Regions from separate parts of the Mus musculus genome. Here region 2 is linked to region 1. Evidence: chromatin contacts called from public HiChIP or PLAC-seq data. All regions are on one chromosome and are shown on one strand. Each heading gives the region's core, a stretch centred on a gene start, on an enhancer-like site or on the middle of the called end of the contact. The rest is flanking DNA. Distances are from core to core; before and after follow the strand shown.

What was found. HiChIP or PLAC-seq counts read pairs in DNA pulled down with a chosen protein or histone mark.
Region 2: a contact with region 1 is called in an HNF4G HiChIP or PLAC-seq map of pancreatic cancer cells. The contact joins two enhancer-like sites. A contact is called at or near these places in 1 of 39 promoter capture datasets (liver) and 1 of 115 datasets of contacts at active chromatin or transcription factors (pancreatic cancer cells).

The regions. Positions count from the first base shown.
Region 1 is chr1:165,767,879-165,771,608 of GRCm38.p6, forward strand. Creg1 (cellular repressor of E1A-stimulated genes 1) reads left to right here. Exons shown (of 4, transcript NM_011804.3): 2 at 1,935-2,054; 3 at 2,754-2,938. Among named protein-coding and RNA genes, the nearest start is that of Creg1, 6.0 kb to the left of the region's middle. Within about 2 kb of position 1,488, at least 50 of the 459 cell types and tissues checked have an H3K27ac peak or open chromatin away from gene starts, as enhancers often do. A contact at or near this core is called in pancreatic cancer cells, where this site is marked.
Region 2 is chr1:167,385,716-167,389,285 of GRCm38.p6, forward strand. The region is part of intron 1 of Mgst3 (microsomal glutathione S-transferase 3); the gene reads right to left. Among named protein-coding and RNA genes, the nearest start is that of Mgst3, 6.3 kb to the right of the region's middle. Within about 2 kb of position 1,721, at least 87 of the 459 cell types and tissues checked have an H3K27ac peak or open chromatin away from gene starts, as enhancers often do. A contact at or near this core is called in pancreatic cancer cells, where this site is marked.

The sequences.
Region 1 (3,730 bases), core at 238-2,737:
CCTCCTGCTCCTCCTCCTCCTCCTGCTCCTGCTCCTCCTGCTCCTGCTCCTGCTCCTCCTCCTCCTGCTCCTGCTCCTGCTCTTCCTCCTGCTCCTGCTCCTCCTCCTGCTCCTGCTCCTCCTGCTCTTCCTCCTGCTCCTGCTCCTGCTCCTCCTCCTGCTCCTGCTCCTCCTGCTCCTGCTCTTCCTCCTGCTCCTGCTCCTCCTCCTGCTCCTGCTCCTGCTCCTCCTGCTCCTGCTCTTCCTCCTGCTCCTGCTCTTCCTCCTGCTCCTCCTGCTCCTCCTGCTCCTGCTCCTCCTCCTGCTCCTGCTCCTGCTCTTCCTCCTGCTCCTGCTCCTGCTCCTCCTGCTCCTGCTCCTCCTCCTGCTCCTGCTCCTGCTCCTGCTCTTCCTCCTGCTCCTGCTCCTGCTCCTCCTGCTCCTGCTCCTCCTCCTGCTCCTGCTCTTCCTCCTGCTCCTGCTCCTCCTGCTCCTGCTCCTCCTCTTGCTCCTGCTCCTGCTTCTGCCGAGCTTCAAACCCTGGTGTCAGGTCTGAGGAGATGGGTCATCAGGAAAAGAGCTTGCCATGCAAGTATCAAGGGTTTTGATCCCTAGCACCCACGTAGAAAATCAGCTGAACTTCCTGTACTCCCACTGCTTGGCAAATGGAATCCCCTGGGGCAAGTTAAGGAGTTCCTGGTTCATCCACACTTGTGTATCTGCCCACATACATGGGAACACACACACAAACACACACACACACACACACACACACACACACACACACACTCACACTCACACACACAGGTGCACAAGTAGTAAAATAAGTAAAACCTTGGGTACAGATTGGTGCGGGGACTCAGCATTTTAACAGACTCGGTATGGGATTCTAGAAAGCACTGCTTGGGTATTGCCTGCAGAGTTCACAGTAGGGAAACCTCACCCAAGGCTCCCTCTTGTTTTCCTCCTTGGGGAGGTTGAGGCGGGAGGGTTCCTCTTCTTACCTAACAGCTTGCAGACAGCAAATTCCTTAGCTGGAGTGAAGGTGTGTACTTCTTACCTAGCAGCATGCCCAGCAAGATCGTCTTTATTTTTGATTATGTGTGTGTGTGTGGCTATCTCTGTGTATGTATTGATGTGAGTGTGTGGGGGCCCTCAAAGGCCAGATATTGGATCCTTTGGAGCTGAACTTACTTAAAAGTGACCGTGAGCCACTGGGCGTGGGTTCTGGAAGGGGAGCGTGGGCCTTTGGAAGAGCAGTCACACTCCTCCCTGCTGAGCCCCTCCCCTCCCCGCTTCCCTGAGCAGCTCTGAGACTCAGTGGGTTTGATGGGCCATTGTGAGATGGGCGCATGCAGTTGTGAGTGTGCAGTAGTCTGGAACAATGGTGGGTGCTGGAGAGAAACCAACCAGGAATCTTTTTGCCTTGGGTTTGGAATCTGAGGTAAAAATTTTCATGTGACAGAAAGAGTAAGCAACTTGAGACCACGTGACAATTTCTGCAGCCAAGTGATAGCCACTCAGCATGATTCAGCTACTTTCTTGTTTAAATTGTGCAATTAGGCCGTGCGAGCACCTGTGGTCATTTTATGCAGTTTTTCTTTTTTCTTTTTTCTTTTAATTAGAGCTTAATCTTGTAGATATTCCAGCCCTAGTTTAGGGGGTACTTTATTTATAATTCTGATAAGTATGGAACTGATAGGACTAGCTATGCTAAAACATCCTCTACAGTTTGTTAATTTAAAACATGACACCTCTCCACACACACTTTGTGGGGATGGGACAGGTTTTTACCCATGGGTCACCCCACCCCCACCCCAGTGGGTTACAGTTCACTGTTTCATGGAAGTGAGCTGCAGTCAGTTCCAGGGGATAGTTTGACTGCGGGCTGTAAAGTGTGTACCTCTCCAGAAACTGTATTTTACAATGAAGGATTTTTATTTTTCTCTCTTCAGGAAAATCCAGAGGCTACGCTGACTATGTCTTTAGCACAGACTGTCTACTGTAGGAATCATGGATTTGATCCCCAGAGTCCCCTGTGTGTTCATATAATGATGTCGGGAACTGTGACCAAGGTAAGTTCCACGAAGAGAGATGGGCTTAAAAGAATGTGGTGGCATTAAAAACCAAGGGAGGGGTCTTTGGAGAATAAAACGCAATTGATTTGTGAGTGGGCAGATGGTAAGAATATGTCCTAACACAGATTTCAACAACTAAAGGCCCTGACCAGGGTCTGTCATATAGGTGTGTCCAGTAGGGTACTTATGGGGCAAAGGACCCTTGTCCTGGAGCCAAATAGATGTAACATCTGGAAGGCTCCTTATAAAACACTCTGGCTAAAAACAGCTGCTCATTCCGAACCATTGCTCTCTAGTTTCAGGGGGCTCCTTGTCCTCGTGCCTCTGCCTCCCAAGTGCTACTTCTAAGCACTTTTGCCCTTCTTGCACATGCATTGAATAGAGTAGGTGTGAGGGCACTTTCAGGCCTGGGTGACAGCCAGTGCTTCTGGGCCATGGACAGTGCTAGCTTGGAATGACTGTTGAACAGCCAAGCTCCACCCCCATCATGGTTCCTGCTTTATTTGTGTGTGTCATTACAAGTTTGAAAGGGCACGTTTCTCTGTTTTCTTTAGGCTTCCTGTACGCTCTTGACTCTTAAGATCAGAATTTGCAACGGAACGAGGTGCCAGGCAGTTTGTGGTGTGAGAACCACCCCTTCTTAGTAAGATAAAAGTGTCCTTAGAACGGCCTGTTTATCTCCTGTTTGTCCTTCAGGTGAACAAGACAGAAGAGGACTATGCAAGGGATTCGCTGTTTGTTCGACACCCTGAGATGAAGCACTGGCCTTCCAGCCATAACTGGTTCTTTGCTAAATTAAAAATAAGCCGTATCTGGGTCTTGGACTACTTTGGTGGACCTAAAGTAGTGACACCTGAAGAATATTTTAACGTCACGCTGCAGTAAGTAATTATACATTTTCCACCATTGCCGGACTGTAGCTCTTCCCAGCACCCCCAAGGCTGAGCCTGCTAGGACCACCTCTCAAAATTACAAAACACATGGGATTACAAAGACACTAGGCATAGGAACACACACCTTTAATCCCTCTCATCAGTGTCAGATGCAGAATTAGTAAACTCACCTGTAACCCTAGACCTTGGGAGACAAGGGCAAGAGGATTAGCAATTCAAGGCCAGCCTGGAAGGCTGAAAATCAGCTCAAGTTACATGAAACTGTGTTTGAAACAAAAACAAGCCCAACAAGGGGGACCTAGTAACGGGCCTGTAGCTCTCAGCGTAGTGAAGCCTAGGGTCTATATTTTATGACATTTTCTACACCCACAACTATAACACAATTGGAAGGGATCTGTGGCCTGCAGAGGTAATGGAGTTGATTCCAAAGGGGCTACTGGAGAGAAAGGAAAAGAGTACGGGAGGTTTAAGTTCAAGTTTAGCAGTTGGGCCCTGGGGTTTGGGTGTGAATCTCAGCATTGCAAAACAATAATAAAATTACTAAGGGCTGGAGACATAGCTCAGCCCAAGGGCCTGGGTTTGGTCCCCAGTACATCTAGTCTGGAAGTAGAAAAGAACAGTATCTAAAGATGGCCTGGGCCGGGAAGAAGGGAGTGGTCAGATGTGGAGTGAGGTCAAATGAGGTCAAGGGTCAGAGGACAGAATGGGAGGGACTAGAGTGTTCCCTAAGTGACACTGGATTTTGCAATATAGGACATCTATCTACAAGCCCAAGAGGTG
Region 2 (3,570 bases), core at 471-2,970, 1.6 Mb after region 1:
CAGGCAGAGACTTTATGTAAGCTTTCTCCCCATGATAATCCTATGCCACAGTTGCTATTACTGCTGTTCTCACATTACCCGGGAGGGAAATAAGGCAAAGAGGGATTGGGTAATTTGCCTAAGCCTCCATCACTGGTGAATGCAGGTCTGGGGTCAGAGTGCAGACAGGCTGACCAGTGTCTTAACCACTTGCTACAAAATCACCCTGCAGAGCTTGTGCCTTGGAAGTTAGAAGCAGCAATAAGGAATAATCCTTAGCAGAGCTTATGTCCTGAGCAGTACTGCCGCACCCTGCTTCTGTCTTAGGAGCAAAGGGAAAAGATAGCAGCCCAAGAGAGGCTGCAGCTAGACAGAAGCTCTTTGGTTCCACCTTACATTTTCATGGCGCTGAGATCCAACCCTACACATGTTTGGAGCTGAGCATATACAAAATACCAGCCTCCTGGGTCTTTAGAATATTTTGCATCCAGGATCGGCTTGGTTATTGCTTCCTTACCAATAGGGATGGCTTTTTTTTTTTTTAATCATTGCTGTTATTTTCTTCTTGGTGAATGTTCCTAGCTAAAACCAATACAATGTTGAAGAGAATAGGCAAAAGTGGACATGCTTGTCTTGTTCTTCATGTATGGCTGAAGCATTCAGTTCTTCACCATTACATATGATACTATAGGAAGTTTTATAGATACCTCTGTTGCAGCTATATTAGAAATCTAATTATTTTGATATGTTCAAACCATAGCAACTATGTATGTATGTATGTATGTATGTATGTATGTATGTATATAGATAGATAGTTTTTAAACTTCAATAAAGTATCTTGTAGTCCCCTCCTCAAAAATAAGCCCCAGGCCATGGTGGGTTTCTGGGCAAATGAGGGTACTCTAGTAACCAGCCCTTGTGATCTATAGGGATGGGGGTAGGACAGGCATCATATAATGGGTTTATAACAAGATAAAGAGAAGGGGGATATGTTCTATGGAGGTGTAGTCAGGTGTGGGGGAGGGAGTGCCTCAGCAGGCCCATGTTGAGACATCCCTTCCCTCTGAGGGACCAGCCATACCACGGTATAGTAGAGAATAGAGTTTATTCAGGGCATGGGGAGGGGAGTTAAAGAGGGCAGTAGAGACAGAGAAAGGCGGGGGGGGGGGCAGGGAGAGAGAGAGAGGGAGAAAGAGAGAAAGAGAGAGAGAGAGGAGGAGGAGAGGCTGGTCATGAGCACATGGAGAGAAGGGGGGGGGAAGGGGGAGAGAGGGAGGAAGGGAAAGCAAGAGCAAGAGAGAGCAAGAGAGTGAGGAGGAGGCAAGCAGCCCCTTTTACAGCAAGCCAGGCATACCTGGCTGTTGCCAGGTAACTGTGGGGCCGAATGTTAGACAGAATGTTAACAATGGCTATACAGTATAGTAAGTTAAGCAGACACCAGCAGGCTATAGATCTGTCACAGACATCATCCATACCCTCAGGCTAAGAACCTTAAATCTAGGCTTAAAATGTGGTGGTGTTGGTTTTGCCTCCAGGATTCACTCTGTTCCAGGGTATGAGGCAGCAGCATGGGGCTCTTAGGCTCTTTGGCTCAGGTGCTCTCCTTTTAGGAATTCTGCTGACAGCTTCTCCTGGGAAGATCACTATTCTAGTACTCCAGTTTGGATCGACCCTGTCTGTTTCCTGCTTCCGCCACTGCTGGCCTATCTCACTGGGGCATAGTTCTTTCAGTTACAGGGAAGGGTTCTGGGCAAGCCTACTCTTTCACTGTGTACCCAAGTCCTCTTGGCTGCCTAGTGAAATGCCCCAGGGCACAATCAGCATTGCATAAGTAAAGCAAAAGGCAGGAGTTATGGATGTGGGCACCATCCCAAAGAATTTATCACTCCTGAGTCACCAAGTTACACAAAACCTTAGGGTTTCCTAAATGACAGATTTCTCTTTGACTTTAAGTAAACAAAACCTCAGGTTGGACAAAAAGCAACTTCTACTTCAGTTTGTGATGTTGCTCTTCTGCAAATTTTTAGCTGGTGTTTTATGTTAATACAAACAGGAAGGTGACCATGACTAAGTATCCTTAGCCCAGCAAAGCCACCATTCCCCCAAAATCTCATAGCAACCCTTACTTGGTTGGCTGTGCTATCAGTCCAACCCCAACGATTTAATGATGGTGACACAGGGATGGTCATTTAAAGGGTTGGCTTGGTCAGATAGAATGGATGCCTCTTAAAGTCCCACATACAAGATGGCTTAGCAAACTCGGGTGGGGCTGGAGGCTTGGTTTACTCACTTACAGCTTCCACTAACAGCTCTCCAGCTTTGAATCAGCCTTTGGATGTTTCCACAAAGGAATGGGCCTTTCAGGGATTCCTGATGGGATTTTGCCCCAGTGAGGTAAGGCTGGAGGTCATGGAAGGAAATCAGGGACAGGGCTGATGGAAACTCGAGTGCCAGAATAGTGATATTCCCAGGAAGATCTGCCAGCAGAATTCCTAGAGGAAAGCACGTCTAGCCCAGGAGAGGCTTGGTGGGGGAAGAGTAGGAAGTTAGGGGAAGCAATATGGATGTAATTCTATCTCCAGGATGAAGAGTCTTCAAGAGTCACACCATTTCTCTGTGCTCATCCCACCATTCCATAATGGCAGCTCTAGTTCTCTTCCACAACAAACACATCAACGCTTGTTTGTCAAACCTTCAAATAAGCCATTGCTCAAATCCTCCTGCCTCTGCCTCCTGCCTGCTATGTCTAGGGGCGTAGGGTACCATAGCCAGTCACCACTAACTTAAAGGCACTTAAGAAAAGGGATAAGAGCCTACGTAACCCACTGGTGATGCAGGTTCAGTAGCTATTTCTCCAAGGGTTACAACCAGGTAGCTGGCTACACAAAAGGAGCCGGATTGATGTATGGACTGCTATCTTGGCAGCAGGACGTAGTGGGTCCTTCTTAGGACCTCAGTCTTCAGCCTCGTCCATGCACCAGCAGCAGGTCTGGGAATGAGTCACGTTGGGAAGATGGAAAGCTCTCCCCTTTCACCCAAACACATTCAGCTCTACAGCTAAGCAGGCGCAGCCCAGCCACATTCAAGCTTCAGATGGAGTTTGAATTCCAACACTGTGGTGAATTGTCCCTACTGAAAACAATTGCTAAATATGTTACTGGGCTGGTGGGAGGCTGGGGAGGGAAGGACCAGGGAAGCTGGACGACAGATGAATGGCTCTTGGTGCTGTGGGACAAGCTGGCACTGTTGTGCCAGTTAAGGCCAAGGCAGAAATTACTTTTACTCTTCAGAGTCTGGCTTCTGTACGGCAAGACCCCAGACATACATGCTTGGAGGACATAGAGTCTTGTTTGGGAAGAGATGGCAATCCTGTACCCCAGGAACCCAAGGACATTGGGTTTGTTAGAATAAATTCCAGGTTTTCCCATAGGTATGATGTTAGTTTTTTTTTTTTTAAAGAGACCCTCCATGCTTAAAGTTCCATGGGCTGGGATACCCTGACACCTGACTTTGAATCCTTGGGTCATACTAGATATCCTAGAGGTGTGCCCTCCAGGACACAGGACTCTCTAGACGCATCTCACATCTTGC